Linked DNA regions of Rattus norvegicus: region 2 is linked to region 1. Evidence: chromatin contacts called from public Hi-C data. All regions are on one chromosome and are shown on one strand. Each heading gives the region's core, a stretch centred on a gene start, on an enhancer-like site or on the middle of the called end of the contact. The rest is flanking DNA. Distances are from core to core; before and after follow the strand shown. Region 1 overlaps Plcxd2 (phosphatidylinositol-specific phospholipase C, X domain containing 2). Region 2 holds the start of Tmprss7 (transmembrane serine protease 7).

Evidence for each region. Hi-C and Micro-C count contacts between places; a contact is called where the count stands out from the background.
Region 2: a contact with region 1 is called in a Hi-C map of Schwann cells, with 3 times the contacts expected there. The contact joins the promoter of Tmprss7 here to the enhancer-like site in region 1. A contact is called at or near these places in 8 of 12 Hi-C or Micro-C datasets (the A7r5 cell line, the Rat2 cell line, Schwann cells and 5 more).

Annotation. Positions count from the first base shown.
Region 1 is chr11:68,303,013-68,309,450 of GRCr8, forward strand. Plcxd2 (phosphatidylinositol-specific phospholipase C, X domain containing 2) reads left to right here. Exons shown (of 4, transcript NM_001134481.2): 3 at 175-416. Among named protein-coding and RNA genes, the nearest start is that of Phldb2, 16 kb to the right of the region's middle. Within about 2 kb of position 3,264, at least 11 of the 93 cell types and tissues checked have an H3K27ac peak or open chromatin away from gene starts, as enhancers often do. A contact at or near this core is called in the A7r5 cell line and Schwann cells, where this site is marked.
Region 2 is chr11:68,589,076-68,595,513 of GRCr8, forward strand. Tmprss7 (transmembrane serine protease 7) reads left to right here and starts at 2,530. Exons shown (of 18, transcript NM_001105882.2): 1 at 2,530-2,577; 2 at 4,914-5,121. The coding sequence starts at 2,530.

The sequences.
Region 1 (6,438 bases), core at 2,014-4,513:
AAGTTCGAATCTGTTGTTTTGCCCTGTAAAACCTTGCACAGAGACATGGCTTTTCCCCACTCAGTTTATGTGAACAGTTCTGCTACTTCTGAGAATGTTTGTCCACTTCTCTCTCCCCATTCGAGTACTCAGCTTTTAAATGTTTCTGTCCTTTTTCTGCTTTGAACATTTCAGGTTCTCATTTTCTACCACTGTCCCTTCTACAAGCAATACCCATTCCTGTGGCCAGGGAAGAAGATCCCGGCACCCTGGGCAAACACCACGAGTGTGCAAAAGCTGATTCTCTTCTTGGAGACCACCTTGAGTGAGCGAGCCCCACGTGGGGCCTTCCATGTCTCCCAGGCCATCCTCACCCCAAGAGTGAAGACTATTGCCCGAGGCCTGGTGGGGGGCCTCAAGAACACACTAGTTCACAGGTAAGAGGTGACTCCTACCCCACAGGTAGGGTCTATGTTACTGATTCACTGGTGGTGGTAGCTGGTTGATTGTTTGGTTTGGTGGATTGTTTGGGCAGTTGGGTCGATTGGTTGATTAGTTGGTATCTTGAGACAGTTCAGGCTGGCCTTGAACTCACAATCTTCCCATCTTTTGTTCCCTGATACTGGAATTAAAGGTTTACATATTTAGCTTCATGCTCCAGAAGAAGTTTGCACACACACACAGACTCCCCTTCCCCCTCCCTCCCCTCTTCCTTTCCCCTCCCCCTTCTTCCCCTCCCCTCCCCCCCCCCCACACCTTAAACTGTGGAGATAGTTCAGCTAGTACAATTCTTGTCTTGCAAGCATGAAGATCTGATTTCCAGAACCCCTGCAAAAACAATCCTGAGCACAGTGAGCCCACACAATCCCAGAATCCAACACTGGCAAACCTAACTTAATTGGCAAGTTCCAGGCCAGTAAGAATGAGAGCCATACAAGCACATACACATGTACCTACACACAATTTTATCTACACACATATCAATACACGTGCTCACAACATTTATCTTGATTTTCTTCTCATAACAATAGTAAAGCTTTGAGGATGAAAAAAAAAACCATAAAACACTATTTTGAAAAGCTGTGGATTCTAGGCGTAGTATATGAATAGTGCTCTAAGAATCTTTCAACACTTTGCTAAAATGTTTACATTATTCCATAAATACTCACTATATTTTGATACTATGACAAGCACTCTGAGCCAATGTCTCTGAGTGATTTTTTGTTCGTTTGTTTGTTTTGGTTTTTGTGACACACACCCATGGTGATCCTCTTACTGCCCACACAGCTGGGTGGGATACTCACTGTTTAAGAAGCATTAAATGCAGGCTGCTATGCTCCAAGGTAGGGACTGTGAGATCGTCCTCCATGAGTTTGTTCTTCTTGAGTACCATGCCACGGCTCCAAAGACTATCTTGGGATAGAATTAAGCCTGATATACAGATAAACAAGGATGACCTAGTCATTTTGTATGAGATGATAGTCTTTGTCCTGGGCACCAGTGAATGATGGATAAAGGCTGTCAAGAAAGCATATTACATGTATATGAACATTTGGGTATATATGTAGATTGTGTATGTGTATTTGTATGTATGTGTATACGTATTTGTACATGTATGTGTATAATGCATATATGTATATGATATATGTATATAGAGGGATACTATAAATATACTTTTCAGTAGGCTATCCTTTGAAATACAAGTTTAAGAAACTAATGTATTTCTAAAAATGATAATGTTTTCTAAAAATGGTATTTACAAGAATCTATTTAGTTCTTGAGTACTGGGTGCTGACTGGAATTTGGATAGTGAAAGTTGTGTTCAGTCACATCACATGCCCAGTCACATGTCCAGACAGTCACATGTCCAGACAGTCACATGCCCAGTCACAGTCATTTGGTTCTGAGTTTGAGAGCATTTCAGATAATAGCCATGTGCCTGGTCAGGAGTTTAAAAGGCAATCAACAACTGTACTCTTCCTTCGTACTGAGAACTCCTGATAATGTCAACCATGGACAGAACCGAGGGCTCCTTTCCAGGTAGCCCTTCTAAGTCTCAACAGAATTAACCGTATTCAGCTGGAAACAAAGCAACCCATGGGCAGGCCATGGTGCTGCACACCTGCAATCCCAGCATTTGGAAGGCTGAGGCAGGGGAATTGTGAGCTCAAAGCCAGGAAAAGCTATGACGAGGCTAGATGGTAACACTCTGGGGACAAGGGTATGGTAGAGTGAAACCCTGACTGACTGCAATCCTCCTGACTCAGTCTCCAGGAGTGTTGGGATTATAAGTGTGAGCGACTATGTCTGGCAACCAGACGAAAAATCAAAACAAACAAAAACCTTAATCCAGTGTGATACCTCTTAAAAGAACCTAGAATTATACATATTCAAGTTCCTGTTCCATTTTCCTCTTTCTTTTAATAAATTTGTAGCTTAACATTATTTACTCATGCAATAAAGTCAAGTTTTCTGTAGGTCAAGCAAAACAGAATGAGTACCAGGGAAGAGGCAGGTGGAGAGACACCGAGGAATCCTGTAGCTGTTGCTCCAAAAAACACAGTCCTTCAGCAAAATCTAACATGAACATTTCTATAGACCTGAGGGAAAACCAGTCTACTGCAAATCTCTCTGGGCAGCTAAGAGAGACTATTTCACAGGAAGGATAGGTCTTTTATTCTGAATAAAATGTGACTTCTTTGCAAATGATTTTATTTGACTCTTAAATCCAGGCCAGTGTCTTGAAGTGGAGAAGGGACGCACCATCTAAGGCCCTTGTGTGTCCTCACGTAAGACAATACTCAGGGAAGCCAAGTGATCCAGCACAGCAGATTACAGCTACGATTACACAGAGCTCCTGTGAGAGCTGAGAGCCTGTCAGGACTGCAGGGCTTCTGTCTGTGTAGTCCTGGGCACTGATGTGAGCAGAGAGGATGTCTGAGTTTAGTTTGTCAGTGTTCCCAGAGCCATGATTGAGTTAGTAGTGCCTGGAACTGGTCAGTTCACACTGGTTACAGTTGGTAACCCACAACATCACTATTCTTCTCCTATCGTGCTTCCTCAGTCTTGCTGCCACTGAATTTCAGACTCTCTGTTCAGTGGTAATGAAGACAGCATGAGCACAAAGGCAAGGTCTTCCAGCTGGCAGTGAGAATGTGCCCCTTAGATGAGTAACTCTCTTGGCATCCTAGCCCTTCAGGTCATGGGCGTGTTAGGGGTGTGCTCCTACATTCCTGTGCCTACACATCAGTGGAAGAGGACCATGGCTCTGGTTAGGACTTTGTTCCAAAGTACCAGCAAATAACATGACTCTCATTTCATCACTGAGTCATCTCGGACTCTCCCCCTCAGCAACCTGAAAGCTGTCTGGACTGGCTGAACCCTGAATGGTTGTACAGAGGTGCTATGTAGCTGAAGACCCAGTGTGTCTTCCTGATGGTGACCAGGTAGTTTTCTTGTTGGGAAGGTAATGCCCAATTTTCGGATGAGCTTTGAACATGAGAATGTTTTTCACTTTGTTTCATCATCCCGGAAGGAAGCCACAAACACAGATAGACAATTCAGACTGAATTTCTGTTGTAGTTTTCCTCAGACTGGAAGACACCTGATCCATAGTACCACAGTGAGTCAGGACGCAGTCAGGAGGCCTGGAGTTGAAGCTGTCCCTATTAATGTCACTGAATTATGTTCTCTCTCTTCAAATCCTTCTATTAAAATAATAACCTAACTAGGTGTGGTGGTGCATACCTTAGACCTAGCACTCCAGAGGCAGAGGCAGACAGAACTTTGTGAGTTCAAGGCCACCCAGACCTATGTACTGAGCCCCTGCTTCAAATAAAATAAAACCTTAATCTGAAGGTGAGTAAATTTGGAGAAATTGTGTGTTGAAGGGGGAATTAAGTTGAAAGGCCATTACAGTGGGTTCTAATCTACACACACTGATGTCGAAACGACATTTAAACCCAAAGACAATAGAAGCTAAGTATGGCAGCACCGTAAACCTGTAATCCCAGCACTCAGATAGGCCAGGGGACATTCAAGGTCATCTTTGAATATGTAATACGATCTCCCAAAGCAAACAAAAAGCAAGAGACTACAGGAATATGTGTGCCCACACAGAGAAAATGATACATGGGGTGCTGGGGGAGGGGCGTGGGGAGGAGGAAATCACCTGCAAGCCAAGAATAAGGGTTCAGAAAGAATCCTGCCCAGTAGCATCTTAACCTTGAGTTTGCAGCCTCTAGAACAGAGGGAAATAACTCCAGTTCTTTGAAGTCAGCAGTGTATGTGTTGTTATGACAGCGCACCTGAGCTAGCACAGTCCCCTGCACAATGGGATGTCCCTGCACAAGTTCTTGAGGTCTCTGAGACGAGTTTTTCTTCACCATGTGAATTGGAAAGTATGGATTTATAGTCTGCAAAGGGTTGGGGTTGCCTCCAGGTGTCAAGTATCATTTCCCCAGATTGACCAGCAGATGGCGCTGGCTCTCCAAACATAGGCTCTGACCAGGGATCTTTTGAATCCCTGAGTGTACCAGGCTCGCTACCACTGCGTCCTTCCTGTGGACTGCAGTGAAATTTGGTCTTTTGTCTCTGAGAGTTCTGTGCTTTTCAGACCCTATTCCCAACACCTTGTTATGTGGCTATATAAGGAATTTCCTATCCCTACTCCCCCAAATGTTTCTCTCTCTACCTTTTTACTCTTTTGTTTATGATCCCTTTTCTTGGCCAAATACATGACATGGCTATAAGCAACCATGGCTCTGAACACTTTCCATGTACTATCTTTCTGACCCATCCTGTTTCACAGGGAAGAGCAGCCGAGGGACAAGGAATTCTAGTAAATTCAGATCTTCAAGAGAGAGAGAGAGTCCCAGCTAAAAATAGAAGAACTTTTATCAGTCACAACCAGCTAATAATAAAAAAAAAAAAAGTGAATTGGTCAATGATACTGTTTCAGCCTATAGCTGTGTAGTCTCTGCTAACTGAGAGAAGAGCTGAGGTCTTAACATCATTCTGGAAGACCAAGAAATGAGGCTACATCATGGTAGAGCAAGGGTAGCTTCAACGGAGGATAGAAATGGGAGGATGGGGAGATAGACAGAGAGAGCATGAGTAAGAGAAGAGGGGGGGCTTGGATGTTAGCTAGAGCGAATCCCACCCAAAGGATTCCCAGTCATGCAATCAACTGTAAGGCCGTTTCTAACTCCCTTTGCTGGGTATTCAGGGAGCTGTTTACTGTGATGCAAGACAGCCAGCTGCTTTACCTGCTCTTCTCTTCCTCTGTGGTTCCTCACACTTAGGCCACTTTAGCTTGAAAGTGTTATTTACATCACAAGCTCTGAGCCTCTGTCACACCGGAAGTCTTCTGTTTATAAAATAGCCCCAGCAACTCTACTCAAGGGATAGCTGATTAAATATCAATCTATTAAGGAGCCACGAACAGTACTAGGATAACTAGCCCTGTGGAAAGTGAATCCTGACCCTTACTCTATGCCTTTTGTCAAAATTAACTGCTGGGAGTTTTTTAAAAAGTAAAATAAAGGTGAATTGCCTGAAGCTTTCAGGAGTAAATGGGGAAGGAAATCTTTGTGAATTGTAAGTGAGTGTGTTTCTTAAGCAAATCACAGAAATTAAGAGAAAATAAATGATGAGGGATCGGAAGGATGGCTGGGAGTTAAGATAAGTGAATACTTATGCACTCACTGAAGAGGTGCATAAGCCAAAGACACAAGTTCAGGTTTCAGCCTGTAACTTCAGCTTCCAGGGATCCAACTCCGTCTTCTAGACTCTGTGAACACCTCCACACACACATGCGCATACCCTCACAAGGACACATCCACATACGTAAATCTTTCTAAAGAAAAAAGATAACAAATTGCAATCCATCAAAATTAAGGCATCCAGGCTCCACAAAATATCTTATTGAGAAAAACAAGGCAAGCTGTAGGGTAGAAGAAATGTTTGCCAAATATATCGGTCAGAAGGCTAGTATCCAGGATGTAAAAAAAAAAATGATTTCTAAAATTTAACATTTAAAAGAAGAAAGAGTGAATACTGTCAAAAGCATATTGTGTGAAACTCTCAGAGAACAAATACAAAACTACAAAAGGATAGAAATGTTTAAAAACTAAGTGGAAAATTGTTAAAGTGATGAGTAGATAGAGACTTGCAAGAAAAAGGCACACAAGTCCAGTCTGCGTTCCCAGGAATCCTCCTGCTTCAACCTTTCCATGGGTAGAATCACAGGCATCAGTCACCATACTTGGTTTAGAATGGCTAGACTTCAACATTAGTGGGACTAATTTGTAGGGAGAATGTTAGCTGTTCAGAGCTTTTCTGTTCTGTTGCTGGGACTGTAAAGTTGAGTGCCCCCCTTGAGGAAAGCTCTGGCAATTTCTTATAAAACTAAATATAAATAAACCCTCTCATAGAGCAGTTTGTCCCTTGATTTTTATC
Region 2 (6,438 bases), core at 1,280-3,779, 290 kb after region 1:
ATTGAGAAATAAAGACTTAAATGCATGATTTGTTGGATCTGTTTTTGTGACAGAAGGACACAGTCAGGTGTTTTGGTGTTTTGAATAGCAGGATGCAGGGACAGATAAACAGAGCTCTGTCTGTAAAGGACAAAAAGTGATATTGGAGTCATTTTAGGAAGCTGTGCTTCTCAATATTGAACGCAGAGGTCAGCTTCAGCATGGGTGGGGTCTAGAGGAGGAAACCCAGTTAAGGAGACAGAGTAGTTCAGATCCAAGATGCTTTTTCTTCTTGTAAAGGTCCGTGGGATATGACACGAAGCATTACAATCACAGTCCTTCTTGTGAATCAAGAGGAAGCGGGAAGCCATCAGTTTATTACAGAGCATTAGGGATGACCAGAGGAACGTTGACATTCCCACTCATCCCGAGGACTTGGCAGTGAGCTGTGATCAGAGGGCAGCTCTCTCTGCCTGCATCTATCAGAGCAGGGGGAAGCAGAACCTGAGGGGTGGAAATGCACTTCTCAGCTACTGAAAAGCTGGCCTCACCTGTAGTTAGGAAAAGATGGATGAGTCACCTCCCACTGCCGGTGGCTCTAGGCCAAGGTCTCAGAACCTTGCTTACGCTGGATGCATGACTCAGGGCTATGCCAAGTCTTCAGTGTGCGGTAGCTTTGGTGCAGAGAGTTGAAATACTTACAAGGTTTTTATGGTTTGGATTTACCCTGAGGTTAAGTTTGTTTTCTCCACGACAACTTCTGACCCAAATGGAGAGATATTTCTCCTTGAAGCCAGGTCACTGTGTGCTTTCGGCTTGCCTTACTTCCTTCTGCACAGGACCTTTACTGGTGAGAGGGACTGTCTTTCAAGCTGTTTGTAATGGGAACATTAGCCTGCATTTGATCCTTATGTGTCTTTTGTGATATGTTCTGGAATTTAAGGAACTCTTTCTCAGAACTTCAGTAACAGTTAACACAATAAGGAGGTTGAAGAATGCTTGCTCTCCAAGCTGCCTACGAGCTTGTATGCCTCATACTCCAGCTTTCGCCCTATCTCGTCAGATCTATGGCTGTCTAGTGTATTTCACTCCCAGAGACGATCATTTCCTCACCAGCATCTTTTTTTTTTAATTATCTTTAATCTTTTCCTACAGTCCAGTCATTATCCCCCTCCAGGTCCACCCTCTGACAGTTCCTCATCTCATTCCTCCTCCTTACTACCCCCTTCCCCCTCCCCCTATTTCCAAGAGGTTGTCCCCACCCCCATAACCCCCATATACCCCCAGGCCTCCCCACTCCCTGGGGTCTCAAGAATCTGGAGGGTAAGGTGCATCTTCTCTCATTGAGGCCAGACCAGGCAGTCCTCTGCTGTATTTGTGTCAGGGCCTTGGACCAGCTCATGTATGTTGCCTGGTTGGTGGCTCAGTGTCTGAGAAATCTCAGGGATCCAGGTTAGTTGAGACTGCTGGTCTTCCTATGGGATCGCCCTTCTCCACAACTTCTTCTAGTCTTTTCCTAATTCAACCACAGGGGTCCCCGACTTCTGTCCATTGGTTGGGTGTAAGTATCTGTGTCTGTCTCTGTCAGCTGCTTGTTGGGCCTCTCAGAGGAAGTCATGCTAGGCTCCTGTCTGTAAGCACACCAAAGTATCTTAGCAAAATAACATCTAGAACTTAATATTGAAAGAACATAATGTCATCACTAAATCTGCCCACATTTAGAGTCTACCCTTAACAGTTAGACACTTGTTTTGGCATATATCTGTATTTTGTCTTTTGTTTGTTTTTGAGATTGTATTTTAATGACATTTCTCTCTTCCCTTTCCTCTTCCCAAAGCCTCCCATTACCCCATTCTCGTGTTCCTTCAAATTCATGTTTTCTTTTTATTAATCAAGGGTTATTACATGCATGTATGTATTTCTACATTGCTAAATATAACCTGTTGAGCCCACATGATGTTACTGTTCTTCAGTTTCTATCTCCCAAGTTCTAGGATTAAGAACCATACCCGGTTTAATTGCTTGCTTTTTCTGTTGTATGGCCAGTAAAGACTTCTTGGCATAAGTAGGATAATCCTTTTGATAGTCTGAGCAAATGAGGCTGGTCTTGTAGACTCAGAAAGGCTTAAAGAAGGCAGACGTGAAGAGCAAACCCAGGATGACCATTTTGAAGTTTCATTCAAGATGAGGACACAGAGAGGACAGTAGGAAAATGTATGCTTGGTTAACTCAGTCTTAGTAAGAGTTCTCAGTATGTTTGGACTGATGGATTGCATTTCTGGTAGGGAACTGAGCCCTTGGTCCATCATAAAGCTACATTCAGAAATCTATCATCGTCAGGGAGATGCTGCATGCTAGGTCCCTTTAACTTTACAATGAAGCAGAGAGCTTCAGTTTCTGAACTGTACCTGGGTGGTAAGATGACTCCATTCCTCTGTAAGCTAGCTGAACCCGGTAACTGCCTCTCCATTCTTCTCAAGCTAGCATGGGAGGTGGTGAGTGAATGCAGCCTGCAGACTTCCCTACGTGGTCACACACAGAAGACGGGAAATGGACAAAGAAAAAAGTGATCCTTCCTGCAAGTCCTCAGACCTCAAAGTAAGTAATTGTTGGGAAGCCCTCAACTCTCCCTTGAACACTGTGTACTGTTAGTGAAATGAATCCAGGTGTCTGTAAATACAAAGAAGACAAATATCATTTTTGCAGTATTTAATAGTTTTTTTGAATGTGAGCTTGTTTAAAAGGACTGTAGTTGGTCATTTGTTAATACTGTTTTTAAAAAAGTTCAGGGAGATTGTACTGATCTCTACGTAAATTCCACTTTAAAATTTAATGAGTAGTGCTAGCTGAGACTGCCTATAATGTGTTCTGATACTTAAAGATCTGACTTGGGCCTTGGCATTCTATATGTGCCAGCATTTCCTTACACTTCTTTCACTCCTTTGGAGTCATGCTTGAAAGTAGCTATGACTCCACACTTAACTCATCCCACAGAGGCTGGTTTTCTTTCCAGAAGAACAAACTCACCCTTTCAAGATCCCACATCAAATGAAGTCTGTCTAGTTCAGTTTCACCATGAAAGATACACGCAGCTTTTCCTTCCAAGGGTTGACAAGGATGTTTGGCAAAGAGAATGAGGGCATCATGAATAATGCAAAGTGTACTTGGCCCCATATTATCCCATTAATTGGCAGGATTAAAGACTGGAAAATGTGGTGGTTGGATGCGAAGAAGGAGGAAGAGGGTGAGAGGATGAGGCAAGGGTAACAGCAATGTCAAGACAATTAATGTCTTCATGATTGTCGTTTTGTTGTTTTGTTTTGTTTTGTTTGTTTGTTTTGTTTTTTGATTTCCCCCCCCCCAGAATGCTGCTGTTAAAAGAATGTGTGTTTAAAAGTTATTTCATCACTGGAGTTTAGTTACCCTGACATGTATAAATCTCTTTGTCTAAGAAGCTAAACTCTCACATGCATTATTAAAGAATTCACAGTGTCAAATGACAAAAGGTAGAGGAGAAAATAAAAGAGGTAGAGAGGAAACAGCTAAATAATGCATTTCCCCCCTTTTCAAGCAACCAAATGCCCATAAACTGGCAATTTTACCTGGTGATGAGTCATCTGCTTCATTTTTTGCTTTAGTTTAGAGTGAAGCTTTTATTTGATTGAGAAACTGAGTCACCAACCAGTTTAGTGGCTGTCAACAACCAAACGACAGTGTCGGCGTTCTGTCCTCCAGGCCAGCAAAAATAATCACATCTCTTTAGTTTGTTTCCCCAGCTCAGTCAGGAAGTTACAATGAGGAAATCAATATATTTATGTGAGAAACTTGCATGTATGCTTATTTTCAATCTTGAGACCAGACAGAAATAACGAAAATACAGGAGAGAAGCAGAATAATACAAGCCTTTAGAAGCCATAAACATCTGGGCATGGCAGAATGTTCTTGTCATCGCAACACCCAGGGCACTGAGGCAGGAGAATTGGGAGTTTAAGGGCATACATAGGAAGATTGTGTCTCATGAACCAAATCCTTCCACAAACCCAATTCCTTCTGACGTTCAGTTCAAATTAAAAACAAATTAACGTGCCAAAAGAAATATACAAAGATGATGAGGCCAACCCAGGCATCTGAAAGTCGTACTTCTTTTCTTACTTCCCAACTCTCAGATATCTTTGTCGGCTTGGCTCTATACAGTCAGGCCTCTGCTCTGGAGTGCTGGAGTGCTGGGAGGTATGCTTTATGGCTGGCACACCATCTAGTTTTTTCTTCTCTTTTTACATAATAAGAATGGGCATGTCTCTCTCTCTCTCTCTCTCTCTCTCTCTCTCTCTCTCTGTGTGTGTGTGTGTGTGTGTGTGTGTGTGTGCGCACGCGCGGCACGTGCATGTGTGGTCAAAGAATAACTCTCAAGAATTGTTCATTCCTTCTCACCTTCTAGGATTAGGGCAGTGGTTCACCTGGGAATCTCTACCCATTTTTCATCCAATGACCCTTTCACAGGGGTGGCCTAAGACCATCAGGAAACACAAATATTTATTTACATTATGATTCACAACAGTAGTAAAATTACAGTTAGGACATGGCAATGAAAACAATTTTATGGTTTAATACAGATCTTAATCACAACACGAGGAACTGTTTAAAGGGTTGCAGCATTAGGAAGGTTGAGAACCATTGGCTTAGGGGAATCAAACTCAGTCATTGGGTTTGGTAGCAAGTGCCTTTACCCACTGAGCTATTTTTGTTTGCCTGCCCTAATGTCTAGATTTTCTGAGCTGCATACTGTACCTAATTAAAAGCCTCTCATTGCACTCATATGGATAGCTTGACTGATAGGCCTTTTAGCACTGGGGTCTCCTGCACAAGTCATTCCATTTATGCTTGGGATTATTTCAAATCAATGATTTGTCTTTTTTTTTTTCTCTTTTGAAAAGATATCCAACATCTCCATCCAGGTGGTCAGTGTCCCAGGGAAGCTACCAGGGAGAAGACTACCTCGAAAACCCATTGGCAAAGCCAGGCCCCGCAAGCAGCCTAAGAAGAGAGCTCCCTTTTGGAATGTTCAAAATAAGATCATTCTCTTCACAGTATTTTTATTCATCCTGGCAGTCACAGCCTGGACACTTCTATGGCTCTATATCAGTAAGTGAACATTTAAGTTCCTTTGGGGTTGGGGCAGGTCCTGCCTAAATCAGCAGGCGTAACCAATCTCTGGTCTCTTCTGGTAGATTGTCCCTCTGTCCCAGATAGACACACTGTTTGGAAAGACGGAATTGAGACTTTAAGGGGGAAAGCCACCAAGTTGTCTGCCATTTCTTCTTTATCACCATTATTTTTTTTCATGGGTGGGAAGAGGAGGAGGAAGGAGGGATGGGAAGGGAGGAGCTGAAGAGAATGCCCAGGAGGAGTTGACTGGCTCATAAATGCCATGCATTTGTAGCTTTTAGGAGATGAATGGAACACTAAGCTGTTTCATTTCCGCCTTCCACCCACAGCCTGTTACTAGGCAACCTGAAATTTCCACCTCCCTGAGTCTTCTTTCATATAAACATCTTTGTCTTCCAGTTATGTTTTTGCCCCTATGACTATGTTTTTGTCAATCTGATTGATCCTTTGGGGTACATGTGACAAACTAAACTCTGTTTTTTTCCTACAAAACACTTACTAATTCAACCTAGTAACTTGGTTGACTTGTATTGGCATTCTCACATGTATAATTCATTTAATAAAAAAATGCACATAATAGCACACATGTGAATACATACATGTGATCTCAGTCCCTGATTTTTGATATGGGGCTTCTGACATTCTTATAACGTCCTTAATAATGGTAGATGGGAACATATTTATAATATTTTGTCAATATTAGCAACTAGTTCTTAGTTGCTAACACAGAGCTTCTAAAATATTGCTTTTTTGTCTTGGTTTTCTAATATTAATAAGACGATTTGTACCTGGAAGTGCCTAGAAAGAAAGAGGAACCAATATGGCACTGCCAGGCTGCATCTTCCAAATCTAGACCACATCAGAAAGAGAAGGGAGACTGGAAATTAAGCTTAATCATCAGTGGCTAATGACTTAGTCAATCATGCCTTCATAATAGGACATCCACAAAAACACCTACGAATCAGGGTTCAGAACACTTGAGTTGGTGTATTTGCTGGGAGGAGCTGTGTTTTAGCTCCACAGAGACAGAAGTTTCTTAGTTCAGATACATACAGGCTTCACCCTAATGAACCTGTTCACCTAATGGTTCATCTGTGCTCTTTATAATATCATTTATCAGAATCCATATATAATGAGTAATAATAATGAAACGAACTAGCATAACAAATTGTCACCATTGAGGGGATTATGGGACCTCCTGATTTGTAGAAGCAGCATGGACTGCTTAGAGGTATACCACTTGTAGTTGATCTGAGACCAGAGCATCACTATGGGAAGGAGGGGTTAACTTTT